2 separate regions of the Zea mays genome follow, and region 1 is linked to region 2. A link is a contact called in public Hi-C data. All regions are on one chromosome and are shown on one strand. Each heading gives the region's core, a stretch centred on a gene start, on an enhancer-like site or on the middle of the called end of the contact. The rest is flanking DNA. Distances are from core to core; before and after follow the strand shown.

The links. Hi-C and Micro-C count contacts between places; a contact is called where the count stands out from the background.
Region 1: a contact with region 2 is called in a Hi-C map of ear, with 1.8 times the contacts expected there. The contact joins the promoter of LOC542118 here to the promoter of LOC103632291 in region 2. A contact is called at or near these places in 2 of 25 Hi-C or Micro-C datasets (ear and endosperm).

The regions. Positions count from the first base shown.
Region 1 is chr7:43,403,119-43,409,907 of Zm-B73-REFERENCE-NAM-5.0, forward strand. LOC542118 (CRS2-associated factor 1) reads left to right here and starts at 1,474. Exons shown (of 5, transcript NM_001111750.2): 1 at 1,474-2,138; 2 at 2,293-2,420. The coding sequence starts at 1,520. It also overlaps the pseudogene LOC111589875.
Region 2 is chr7:42,999,531-43,007,324 of Zm-B73-REFERENCE-NAM-5.0, forward strand. It overlaps LOC103632291 (phosphomannomutase/phosphoglucomutase), which reads right to left and starts at 3,257. Exons shown (of 17, transcript XM_008654105.4): 1 at 2,971-3,257. The coding sequence starts at 2,977.

The DNA of each region.
Region 1 (6,789 bases), core at 224-2,723, 400 kb after region 2:
AGATGCTGACTAGGCGGGCGATTCCGATGATCGGCGAAGCACCGGGGGTTTTGCAATCTTTTTTGGCGGCAATTTGATTTCGTGGAGCTCAAGAAAACAACAAACTGTTTCTCGCTCAAGCACGGAAGCAGAGTATAAGGCGATTGCTGATGCCACAGCTGAACTCATTTGGCTTCTAGTGCTTCTTCGCGAAATTGGTATCACCCTATCACGACCTCCTACACTCTGGTGTGACAATATTGGGGCTACTTATTTGTCCGCCAATCCAATTTTTCATCGACGATCCAAGCATGTTGAAGTGGATTATCATTTTGTTCGTGAGCGTGTGTCTACGCGCCAACTTGACGTTTGGGTCATCTCCACGAAGGATCAAATTGCCAACATCATGACCAAGCCACTTCCGATGACATCTTTCAACTTTTTTCGACGCAATCTGATTGTCACTCTATATCCAGATTGAGGGGGGTGTTAGATGTATAGCATGTATCTCGTATATATGGTTAGGATAGAATCCTTTCCATCCTAGGAGCTACGTCTCCTTTAATCTCTCCTCAATTATATCCTGATGTTACCATCCTTGTACACGGTGATCATCTATATAAGAAGGGCCATCACATCCCATTATGGTGCGCTGCCTATCACAATCAACAACCACGAATCCTAACATGACAGGAAGCCACATGCAACTCATCACTTTCTCAGCCTTTTAGTTAAGATAAAGTGTACTATTTGTTTTTATCAGTTTAATAACTAATATGTGAATCATATATTCGCTTTTGATATTAAGAGCAACTCCAAAAAACGTGTAAACTAACCCCAAAACAGATATTAGTCAAGAATAGTGGTTTTTCTTACTCCAACAGCTCCCTCATTTTCCCTAAAAAATTAGCGTCCCGCATCCACAGCCTCATCTCCCTCATATTTTGGTGTGTTCCATCCCTCCCAATCTATTCCTCAACGTATCAGATCATCCACAGCCTCCCGACGACTGTACAGATTGCGCCACATGTCACATTTAAAGGAATTGTTGGAGTACCCATCATAATTCACTCTTAAAACTTTTTAGCCTACTCTTAATAATCAGTTTTTGGGGTAAAATTTGTAACATCCTTTTGGAGCTGCTCTAAATTTATCCTATATGGGTTAGTCCCTACTATATTACACGTTTTCCACTCACGTCGTGTCTACCATTTTAGGGCTAGTTTGGGAACCCCAATTTCCTATGGGATTTCTATTTTCTCAGGGCTAGTTTGGGAGCTCAATTTTCCCAAGGGATTCTTATTTTCCCTTGGGAAAATGAACTAAATTTCCTTAGGAAAATGAAAATTCCTTGGAATAATATGGTTCCAAACTAACCTTTAAGAGAAATTAGTTCATTTTTTCATAGAAAAATAGAAATCTCTTGTGAGATTGAGGTTCCCAACTAGCACTTAAATTGAAAAAAATATAACCCGCCTTATCCTTACGGCGAAACTGAAGCAGATAAGCCGTACGCCGTCCCCTTGCACAGCAAACATCCATGGCGACTGCCCGCTTGCCCTCTCGCTCCTTCCTGTCCCCGGCTCAGCAATCCTATCCACGGCTTCCCGCCTCCGTCCGCCTCTGCCTCTCTCATCACGAGCAACCTCCCACCGGCCCCAAGCGGCACCGACGCGCCGCCACTTCGCATCCTGCCTTTTCTGCAGCCGCGCGGGGTCGTGCCAAGAAGATTCCCATCGCGGACACCGATGAGCCCGCCGCCGGAGTCCGCGTCACCGATCGCGGCATCTCTTACCGCCTCGATGGCGCGCCATTTGAGTTTCAGTATAGCTACACTGAGGCCCCACGCGCACGCCCCGTAGCGCTCCGTGAGGCCCCGTTCATGCCGTTCGGGCCCGAGGCCACGCCACGCCCCTGGACGGGAAGGAAGCCGCTGCCAAAGAGCCGCAAGGAGCTTCCGGAGTTTGACTCGTTCGTGCTGCCAGCACCGGGGAAGAAGGGGGTGAAGCCCGTGCAGTCACCGGGTCCGTTCCTCGCCGGTATGGAGCCGAGATACCAATCGGTGTCCAGGGAGGACATACTCGGGGAGCCCCTAACCAAGGAAGAGGTCTCCGAACTCGTGAAAGGGAGCCTCAAATCCAAACGGCAACTCAATATGGGTGGGTTCCCTCTCTTGCTGCGGATTCAACTGTGTTGCCGGATTAGGATGTGGATTGTTGGTACATGTTGGCCTGCTGCGGGTTATGAATCTTTAATTGGTCGCACTTGGAGTTCTGCCTGCTGTCATTTATAGGCTTCTTTTGACTTCTGCAGGCAGGGATGGTTTGACACACAATATGTTGGAGAACATTCATTCACATTGGAAGAGGAAAAGAGTTTGCAAGATAAAGTGCAAAGGTGTCTGTACAATAGATATGGATAATATCTGCCATCAGCTAGAGGTAGTTAGCTCCTTTCTCCTCCCTTTTGGTTCAGTTGTTTGTGTTAGTCCAGCTGTAGGAATAATAATATCAATACACAAATCAAATGTAATCCCATCAGATGGTTACATAGGAAGCTCATCTCGCTGTTTACTTGGTCTTGGTCAACAGTTGTGATCCTAGTTAGCTAGATGTTATATGCTAGGCCTTTTGGTTGCAAGATGCCAATGTGAATTGGTCCCTTGGACAGGTGTTAGCTGTTAGATGCCTATGCATGTGTCCTTGTTGTATTCGGTCTCATGTATAAGGTTCTTAGAGCATCTCCAACAACTCTCAAAAATATTTCTCCCAATACATAAGAATTGAGGCCTCCCTAAAACTTCAAATCTGAAATAAAATGCTACTACTACAACAACTCTCAATATTTCTCTAAAACCCTAATGAGTTAGTTTTTTCCACAATTCCAACGCGAGCGTCGACGTCCTGTCGCGTCACATTGTGTTAGGCGCCTGCGTGCATGCAGCTCTCTCCCTGCTCTGCCTCGGCTCGCGTCAGACCACCCCTGTAGCCGCATGCATGCAGCTGCTCTGCCTTCGCACGCGTCGCGTGCGTTGTATTGGGAGTTCAGCTCGAGGCGAAGATTTGCACTGCGAGAGGGAGCGTATTCGCACGCGGAAAAATAAGGACGCTAGATAAGTCACTGTTGGACCTGGTTTTTTTCTCTTTTTCCCTAAAATAAGGAAGGGATCAGATTTTTAAGGAGCTATTGGAGATGCTCTTATTGCACACGGTCTTTATCATATACCGGTGTATATATTCAGGCCTAGTGCCCTTATATTGAATATAGTTCAATCCATACCATGGTATCAGTGCCAATTTTTAGGGTTAGGATTCCTCTTTCCTTCTATATGTTTTTTCTTTCCCATGTGTTGCATTTGCACATGTTATGATTTGCTTTTCTTTCTTGAGCTGGATCTCCACCTTTTATTGAAACTTTGGTCAAAAACCACACAAGAGGTCCTCGGAAGCCGTGCAAGGGAGATGACGCTAGTCGAATCGGTCGCCAATTGGGAGCCATCCACCTGTCCGCGTGCCTCTACATCGACGATAGCCCAGAGGACTCTCTCACAAGTATGCCTAATGCTTTGCTTTCGCTTGAGGCTGAGTTTCGCTCGCATCTGCTGCCCATGTGCTGTTGTGTTCCGCTCGCGGCTGCAACCTCCTATATCCGGTTTTGCTTGGATCCAGGTTTATAGATTCGGTTCTAACTGTTTTTGTTAGGTTTCGGAAAAACATTGCAGCTTATGCTGCGTTTCTTTTGTGCTCTTGCCGTCGCCCATCGTTGCTCTACTCTGTACCCTCGCCGTCGACTGCTGCTATGGTTTCGTCTTTGACCTCTTCGTCTGGGGGTGTTCTAGTTCTACGATGTCCGGTGCTTTTTAATGACATCGATTACTGTGACTGTGTTCCACTCATGCGTCTGCACATGTGTGTTTTGCGTCTTTGGGAGTTCCTCACTGGTGATCTGTCGTATCCTGCTCGTCCTACTATTACATTGCCTGTGATTCTAGAGAAGGCTACTGATGAGGAGTTGCTTGTAGAATGGTGACCAGATACCGTCTTATGACTCTCTGTTTAGTGCTTATAGGACTTGGTTGGATGATGATGCTCATGCTGGTGCTATTCTTGCCTCTAGTATGGAGGACCGTCTTGTTGCTGATATTGCTGAGTTTGAGTTTGCACACCAGATGCAGCCTTTTCTGCATGACTGATATAAGCCTACTGGCCAATCTACCTATCTTGCTGTTATTCGTTAGGAGCAATTCTTATGACAGGGAGATTCTACAGTTGATGAGTTCCTCGCTCAGATATCTGCTATTTGGCCTCAACTTGATACTATTGGTCCCTAGCTGTTAGTAGATACTTGTGTCTTGCCAGGGTCAGAATGCTGCACTTGAGCTTCCTCCTACCTATGACTTCTTGACCTAGCTTCATGACGAGTTTGAGTCCCTTCGTGCTTAGCTGCTTGCTTGTCATCCCTGCGTCTCTTTGATGGATGTTCTTGCTAGTGTCCGTAATGAGGAGACTCGTCTACGTGCTGCTGGCCTGTTGTAGTCTTCGATCTTGGTTGTTCATTCTTCGTCTTTATCGTTGTCTTCAGTTGCACCTTCTTTTGCATATGGGAGGGGGCGTGGTGGTCTTCATTGTGCTTACTGTGATCGTGACGAGCATATGGAAGCCTACTTTTCATGAAGAAGGCTCAGGCTCGTTATTTTTCACAGGGTACTAGTGGTGCTAGTATTGGAGGATCTCATGAGAGTTTGGCTACGACTACGAGGGCCCAATTGCTTATGCTGCTTCATCACCCTTGCAATTACACCTACAAAAGCTATTGGTTCTGTAACTCGGTTCTTTGCACCTATAGGTTCTGTTGCTGGTTCTCCATCTTCCACTGAGGGGCCACCTCCCCCTTCCACTTCAAGTACTTGTCCATGGATTCTAGACTCTGGTGCTTCATATTATATGACTCCTTATTGCACCTATTTTTTTGTTGACCTTCATCTTGTTCTCTCACTATCCATACTGTTGACGGATCTCCCCTTTCTGTTGTTGGCCAGGGTACCCTTCTGTCCGACTCTTTTCATGTTTCTGATGTTTCATTTGTTCTTGATCTAAACATGTAGCTCATGTTTGGTGGCCAAATTCCTGATCATGACTGTCATATGTTATTCTTGATCTTAACTTTTGTTATGTTCAGGATTGACGCATGGGTCACCTAGTTGGTGGCCTTCGTTGTCGTGACTTTCAACGCCTATGGGAGTTTGAGTGGCTTCGTCTTCCTTCCGCCAAAGTTATCAAGGCGTCGCCTTAGCATCGCCTAAGCGCTAAGGCGAGGCTCAGGCCCAAGGCATCCTGGTCGCCTTACTTTCTTGGCTAAGGCGTCGCCCTAGCGCCTCATAGGAAGACAAGGTGTCGCCCCATAGACGCCTTGGACCGGATTGTAGATTTTCTATCCCCAAACCCTTTTGTTCGCTGTCCACGTACCAGAGAAGGGTGCAGTTAGGGCTTCAGGTCCAGGCGACAGCAGCGACGGCTCTCAATTCACCGGCGGCGGCGGCCCCCTTCCCTTGCTTCCTAGTGAGGCTCCACCCCCTACCCCTTCCGTGGCGAGTTCCCCTCCCCCTCGGCGGTGAGCTCCCCCTCCCCCTTTGTGGTGAGCTCCCCCTCCCACTCGGCTGATCTGCTCTCTGCTGTGCCTCTCTATTCAGTATTTCAGTTCAACTGTTCAGTTGTTCCAATTACCTTTGTAGGTCAGTGATGGAGAGCGCAGGCTCTGCTCCGGCCTCTGACCCTATGGCAGATCCAAAGCGCAGAGCAGAGTCTAATGATCCTGGATGGAACCATGGATATTGGACAGAGATTGGGAATCGAGATAAGCTCACATGCAACCTTTGCAAGACTGACAACGGGATGAATCAGGAGGTTAAAAGAACATCTTGCCGGTGGTTATGCAGACACATTAATATGTTTTAAGACTACAACTGAGATTAGAAAAGAAATGAAGGCATATTTGGACAAGAACAAGAGGTCTAGGCCTATTTTCCTTGATGATGATGATCATGATGGTCAGGGGCAGCAAGACGAAGAGGATTCCACCACATCTAAGCAACAACTTAGCTCGGGGATAGCTGCCAAAAGGAAGAGAGCTGCATTTCAGTTTAGAATAGCTGCACAGCCACAAACATCAAACAAGGAAAAAGAAAAAGGGGAAATTGCAACTATGTTTCGAAGAACTCCTGAACAAGTTATGGATGAGAGGCTCCCCTCAGGGTCACACCACCAAACCACCATGGAAGCATGCACTAAGTCTAAGGCTGACAGAGATTATGTCAACAAGCAATGGGCTATGTGGTTCTATGAGTGTGGTGTACCTTTTAACGCCATTAATTCTAGACAGTTTCACATTACTTGTGAGGCCACTGCTCAATATGGTACTAGATATGTTCCTCCTAGTATTCATGAGGTTAAAGAGCCTTTACTTGCTGAATGTGTCAAAAATGTGACTAACTTGAGAGCTCATCATGAGTTAGCTTGGAAGACTTATGGTTGCACACTTATGTCATATGGATGGACTGACAGGAGGGGACATCAGTTGATCAACTTTCTTGTGAACAGTCCTGAGGGGACTTACTACTTAGAATCTGTTGATGCTTCAAGTGAAGCACATAGTGCTACTGTCATGTACGAGCGCTCGTACGCCAGGCAGCGTCGCGCCTGTGACAGGCGCCGCGCACAGGAGCGCGCAAATCGCTAGGAGCGCGATCTGGGGGGCACGCAGATCTGGGAGATCAGCAGGAACCTATGGAAAGCAGTGGCCAGGAAGGAAATT
Region 2 (7,794 bases), core at 2,007-4,506:
GAAGCTAGTCCATAGCGTCGATGTGGTATTTAACCATTTGGCTGAAGAATCAGCCACTGCCAATCTACATTCCTGGAAGGAATGCATGCTGCGGGTATTGAGAGAACAAAAATCACTGGGATATCTTGCACCATGCCTATTCCGTGTGTGTTGTGCCAAGAATGCATTTTGTATGGTCTTCGCTGATAATGCTGCACAAATTGCCAAATCTATCAGACCTCCCTCTAATGTCAATTTAAGATATTGTACAAGATAATTAGTTTGTTTTCATTTGTTCTCAAATACCATGGATGAATGCATAAATTTTCATCAGCTAAATGCAAATCGCTAAAATCTGTTCCTTTCTTTCAAAAATCTTTTTTCTCAACTTGGGCACAAGAACTTGGATAGTTAGGCACAAGTGAGCTAACATGCTTTTGATTCATGGGGTGTGGTTTAACCAGGATGGAATGGTTCACTTGAATATGCATCATGATTATGAGCATCTTTGGGCAGAGGCAGATATACTGACAACCTATAGAACCAACACCACACGAAGGCTGAAGTGTTGATTTCAATTTACAAATCGACTAATTAATCAAAAGTTCAAAAAAGAAAAGGGACCTCATGTGGGACAAAACCAAGTTGGGACCATACATGCACCAGCATAAATATTCTGTGCTTTCTCTACATCCACCTCTTATTTACAGCGGGGAGGCCTCCTGCTGTATTTTCTGCTCAAAAACATCCACCTCTTAGTGAAGCAGGTTCATTTTGATCCCCTTGTCCCACAATGCTCTGGCAGTTAGTGACAATGTGACATTATAGATAATGTTGCTCCCAGCCACCTCATATAGCTAGAAATGAGCATCGCAAATCAACAGTTACTAGTCTTCTAATGAGGTGTCATTCTGAAGTAATTTATTTAAACAAAACTACAAACAATGAAGGATGTTCAAGAGGTTGTTGCAAACTTTCTCCCCTTTTAATTTCAAACACAACCAGTAAACTTGGGTGTTAGGTCAAACAGACCAGCATAACTAATTGGCAGAAGCAAGGATCATGTACCCAGTCCACAGAAACAAACAGTTAACAAGAAGCAACATAACATATTCATATATGTTAAACCTTCAGTCGCATTAAGTACACTTATCAATAATTCAGAGCCTGAATGTATCTTAATGAACTGCTAGCTTAATCTTTTCTTTGACATGTTGATACAAATATTGGATGAAAGAATATTTTCTCTCAACATAATGAATGCACACCAATGTTTATGTTCCTTGTTCTCAATGACTGACAACAAAAGGTCTCCAGCCTCATTCTTCTCTTTCCCCTTTTGAAGGGCACAGGGTGGAGTGGATATCATCCTATCCTTCACTATAACCAAAGAAAACACAAGGAATTTCGGAACATGATATAGTTGAGTTTTCTGTAGCTAGGATTTGCCTATTTGGACTTCTCCTTTAAGCATTTATTTTATGGGTGGAACAGGCAGGCCGCAGGCATGGTATTCAAATCTCTACTCCCTACACAATATTAAAAGAAATTATTTATTCTTCCATAAGCCATTCCTTCCACCCAATGAAAGGTGGGTCCAAACAATTACTACACCTCTCACAAGGCTAGCCATGACTCAACCAACACTATTAGATGTTATGATCATCTAAAGGTCAAGATTAATTCAAAGAGCCCATAACAAATATGACGACGGTTGCAAGCCACATGTCACAGCAAATTCACACCCACGGCCAAAGTTTTCGGACCTAAGGTCAGGGTAGAAGTAGAACGCATGTGTTACTAGGTCAGGCTGAATGCGGCCTAGTTCAGAAACTTTTTTTTGTTCTCGTCTAATTTAAGTTGTTGAGTACATAGGAACATGCTAAGAAAGAGTTTGGGAGCCAAACTAAATTTAAGTTTCAGGCTAAATACTACAATTTTTAGAGCGATGTTTAAAACATATGCAAATAAATATTATTGCCTAAAAATGATGAATAAATTCCCCCTAAGGGTTTTTTTCCTGCTAGTCAAATCTATTTTATAAAGCTAACCCCCACTACTAGTTCTATCTTAACATAATCCATCCACATCATCGCTCACTAGTTATCCACATCATCTCTTACTGATAGCTATGTCATCCCACTAACTTTTGACCTCTTAATAGAAGGTATCCATGTCATCTCTACAAACCACAATTACTCCTTTCAATATATAATAAATATAGAAGGGACCCATCTATTGCTATTTGTTTTGTTGTTCCATCCTCTTATATTTCGATCTAATTCTATTATTATTTTTCAGATTCTTTCGTTCGATGCCTTGCTCAATTTTGATAATAATGGATCATGGATGTAAGATGTAAGATGTAGATTTCATTCATATATGCAACAATTCTCTATTTCTGTTTTTAAGAAAGTCCAGCAGCAACACGTGAGGTATCTTCTAATCATACCAAAAGAACATTTTAGTTTCACTTTCGAACACTTACCCTAATTTCCCAAACATCTTAGGTCAGGAACAGGGACGGATGCAGTGGTGGGGCTCGAGCCCCTACCGCTCCCGATCCCATTAGCCTCCCTAAAGTATCCCCTAAAATTAAATCCTATTTTTCTCATTATGTATTTTATGATTTTCATTGTTCATCGATGTTTCGATATAAGACTACTTTAAACTATTATATTTTTCTATTGTGGGCGGTTTAGTAAGATTATGTCGTTGTAACATTTTAGTTCAGCCACTCATAAATTTTTTCCTGCTTCCGTCCCTGGTCAGGAACATCCATATGTATGCCCCCCATTGTTCAGTAGCGGTGGTATCTGAAGCCCATGCTCGTACCCTCCCGAACCTTCCGAGGCTTATAGGAATAGATTAGATCCATGGGTTCCGGTTCGCCTACTATTCGATTCGGCCGGACAAATCGAAAGAGGTCAACAGCGTCGCAGCACGGATTAAATAAGTGGGAGGCGGTGGAGGAAGTGGCGGTGAACTCACCTGCCATGGTTGCGCGCGCGTGTGCTGAGGCCACCTCGTCGTCTTCGAGCTGTGGGGCGGCGAGCACGAGAGAGGGAAGCGGAGCAGCGGGGTAAAGTCGAGTCACGCGACTGCAGACGATCTATTCGAGCAGCGGTGAAGGGATCTGTACTTCCCTCGGAGGAGGTGGAGCCGATGATAGTGACTCCGACGGCAGGATGTTACAGTAAAAAAAAATAGGTGAAATCGCGATTCCTCCGCCAAGCAACTTAGGTTTAGGTCTGGTTAGTTTGTGTCCGATTGCACCCGGAATCATTATGGCTAATAAAAGTTTATATAAATTAGAGAAATAATCCGGTTAGAAATCGTTCCGACCCATCGATCCGGCACAAACGAACAAGTTACAAATAAGTTAAAAATTCATAAAATATTCTAGTTTCACTCAAAAATTACGAATAAGTTACAAAAACTAATAAACATTTCATACGAAAAAAGTCAAGTCCGCATATGAAAGTAAAGTATTGATTACATTGAAGCTTGATGCTTACAATGATTTCACATGTAACTCATACAAATAAGTGAAAGTGAAATGAAAGAAACGTGGACATCTTATAGATCTTATGATCTAAACATTTTTTATGGTTATATATGGATATATGTTGTGCCTCCGTAAAATTTCACATTTTTAGGATATTTATGTATTATTAATTTCTTGTCGAAGAAACCATCAAAATACAATAAAATCCATAAAATATTGTAGCGTCGATCTAAAGATGTGTTTAAACAAAAAATGATATACTACAAAGTTATAGATATCATCTAGATCTACAATTTTCATATAAATTTTATATTCATCCGGTTTCATATGTAAAAGTTATGATTTTATAATTATATTATGCAGAAAAAGAAAAAACGGGTACCCGAATTCCGGGTATCCGTATCCGACCCGAATATCCATGTATTTACCGGGTAGTAATCGCTCTGTATCTGACCCGAATTCGAAGCTACAGTATCCGGGTATTACCTGTATCCGTCTCGAATATAAAAATGTCTGAATCCGTATCGAAAAAACGGGCATTTGCACTAATCCGTATCTGGTACCCGACGAGTATAACCGACCTATTTTCACTCCTGGCTTGTTTGGTTACTAATTTTTATGGCTAAGGGGTGTTTGGTTTATATGGATTAATTTTTAGTCTCTCTATTTTATTTTATTTTATTTTATTTTAGTCCCTAAACTGTTAAATATAGAAACTAAAAACTATATTATAATTTCTGTATTTTTTATTTTAGTGACTAAAATAGAATAAAATGAAAGAGATTAAAAATTAGTCATTAGAAACCAAACACCCTCTAAGGCTCTGTTTGGTTATATGGACTAAACTTTAGTCCATGTGTTTCAACTCCGTTTAGTTCTTTTCTGCTAGACGGAAGAATTAAAGTAAGGACTACTAGTTCGTTGCCCTTGCGTTGCGACGGCTCACAACAATACCCACGTAAACCATCCACCAAAAAGATCTCAAGTTTTTTTTATTGATTGTCTCCGCTCTCCGCATAATATCTTTTATCTTACTAAATGATGTTGTTTACTCCATCCAATATGTCTTATTACAATACGACCAATGAAGGGAGCGATTAGAAGAAAGTTCACAACGACTAACTGAAAAAACCAAAATTATAAAATGACATAATTCCACCATATAGAGACCAAATAAGAGGAATTTTGTGAGCTCAAGTTTCTAAAATAAGTCACATGAACTCAAACTTATAAAAAAGATAGATCAAAATATGGGGTGGTTGCTAAAGTCAGCATCAATAAAAACTGGATGTGCACCATACAAATTATTTGACTTCGTAGCAATTACTAACGTTTAAAACCAACAAATAATCTTTCCTTTTACTATTAGTGTGACAAATCATTGCTACTCCATCCAATTCAGCAACCTCAAACACCATGGAGTCTATTGCGCCAATATGGTCTCAAAACGACCTAATGCATGCAAGAGCCAAGAACACAAGGGACGAGCATCCTATGGTAGTGCCCGCATGGATCTATAAATCCTAACACATATTTTTGCAAGATCCATGAGCCATCATCAGAAGAACACAAATCATGTGCAGACAATAAATAAAGTATTAACACACCCAAATTATGTTCAATCCTTAGCACAACAAAAAAACTAACACCGAAAACAATAGAGGAACAACACAATAATTTTTGCAACGACAGAAGGATGAGTGACAGGTACATAGAAACGGTAGAAGCATACCGAGTCGATACCGTGGTAACGAAAATGCCATGTAGACAGGCGATGCCGAGCCATCGAACGGGTACCATAGGCAGCAAATCAGTGACCCCCATCCCTCATCTCCCCACTTACAAGGTTTCGTAGAGCAGGAAGGCAAGGGAAGAGGCGGGCATGCCTGTTCGTTGCCGGAGAAGGACACGACGAAGACCTGGACATTTAGAGGCGACATAGGTAGTATACCGCTAGATACATTTAGGGAGAGAGCACACAAGTGGAGAAAGAAGCCCAGCTGGAGCAGCTCCAAACTGGGAGACACCCGAACCAGGCGTCGGTCCGAGAAGGCCAAGAGAATGTGAATGCCTTTCCAGCCCTGGACCCGCCGAGGCGACACACACCACCACCAACTCCATAGCATATGCCGACTACTGTCATGCCACGTGCCTTGGTTGTCCAATATCTCAGACCTGGACTCCCCATCGATAATATAACCTAAGCATCGCAGGCGTCACCGTGTCCTCCTCGGAGGTACGCATAAAGAAAGGCCAGGAGCAAGACCGACTCACCCTGTACCCGCGTCGAAGAGCATCGGTCGGCTCACGGCTGCGACCGTGTGTGGGGGCAGTAGGTTGGAGAGGAAGAACAGGGTGAAGGTCGGGAAGACGAACGGGACGTCCGACGACGGCGAAAACGATGGTGCGCGTATACTGTGAAACATCCTCGTGGACGTGCAATAGCCACTGCGCGGGTTAGTTTCGGGCTAGTGTTGGACGAATACGGGGAGGATGTTCCTGCTTCTACGCCCTCTGCCGAGAATGGGGTGGCACAGAGGCGGAGGCATGCAGGATGGTGAACGAGGTAGCGGCAACTGAGGCGAGGACCATCATTATCGTGCGGAGGTATAGATGGCCAAATGGGCTGTGTCTGATGGGCCAACCCAAGGCAGGACCCATTTAATAGTGCCTGGGCCAGGCCAGCACGAGCGTCGTGTCGTGCTTGGGCTGTAGTCTCGGCTCGTAGTACTGGACCGGCCCTACACGATTATATTTTTTATTTTACAAAAAAACATATATACATGTGTACAATTTATATTCAATTAAAAGCATCTGTGTATGATATTGAAAGTCGCCTAGAGGGGGGGTGAATAGGCAAATCTGAAATTTATAAAGTTTAAGCACAACTACAAGCCGGGGTTAGCGTTAGAAATATAATCGAGTCCGAAAGAGAGGACGAAAACAAATCACAAACGAATAAGAGCGGATGACACGGTGGTTTGTTTTACCGAGGTTCGGTTTTTGCAAACATACTCCCCGTTGAGGTGGTCACAAAGACAGGTTCTCTTTCAACCCTTTCCCTCTCTCAAACGGTCACTTAGACCGAGTGAGCTTTTCTCTTCAATCAAACGGGACACTTAGTCCACTACAAGGACCACCACAACTTGGTGTCTCTTGCTTTGATTACAATGATCTTGGAAACAAGAAATGGGAAGAAGAAAAGCGATCCAAGCGCAAGAGCTCAAAAGAACACGGCAAAACTCTCTCTTCTAGTCACTATTGCTTTGAGTGGAATTGGGACTTGGAGAGATTTTGATTCACACTATTTGTCTTGTATTGAATGCACTAGCTCTTGTATTGAATGTGTTGGCTAAAAAACTTTGATGCCTTGAAGTGTTGGTGGTTGGGGGTATTTATAGCCCCAACCACCAAAGTGGCCATTGGGGAAGGCTGCTGTCGAAGGGCGCACCTGTCACACCCGGGTTTCGGGGCACCAAGACCCGGGCGTGAACATAATCACCAGGTGTGCTGGGACCAAGTCTCACACATATGATGAATCATGGCACAGGATCGAATGTCACATCTTTACTACATAACAGAAATTCTTGTACAAAATAAATAAATAATTACATTATAAGGAGACAACGGTCCGGCAACCCAAAGTTGACTGGGAGACGACGACCTAGACCACTCACGATCTCATCACAGCATCCTCCATGCGCCTCATCCTGTGGTACCTATTCTTGACCTGTGGGGGGTGTGAAACAACAAGAGTGAGCTCACATACGTTCATAGCTCAACAAGTTGTGGGGAATAATGTACATGAACTCGCCAAAGGTGGGAGCTCATGTGAAGTGTAAGGCTTACCAAAGAGGATGGTTGAAGCTGAGCATTGCTTTTAAAGTTGGTCAAAATATTATTAGCAATTACTAAGTATAAGTAAATACCAACTCAATTAACTAGTAGAACAAAAGTAACAACAACACATGCGATGCAATGCATATGACAAATTGAATTTAGTTCCATAAATTAATCATGTGAGCTGCTCATGACCGTGAGCACGGCTAGTATACCAGTTTTACACTCTGCAGAGGTTGCGCATCTTTACCCACAAGTCATGTTACCCATTTGCTACGGGGTTGTACGGGCCCCATACACCTCTACCAAGGAAGCGAGGCAGGGTAACACCACAAGGCCTTTACAAAGTTTCACTAGCTTCAGAAAACCCGCTACAGTTTATAGGAAGCTCCAATGCAGGGATCCCTCGCCTGACCGCCATCGCAGCAAAATCAACCAAGGACCTCCCCACACTGACCACTCCCCTA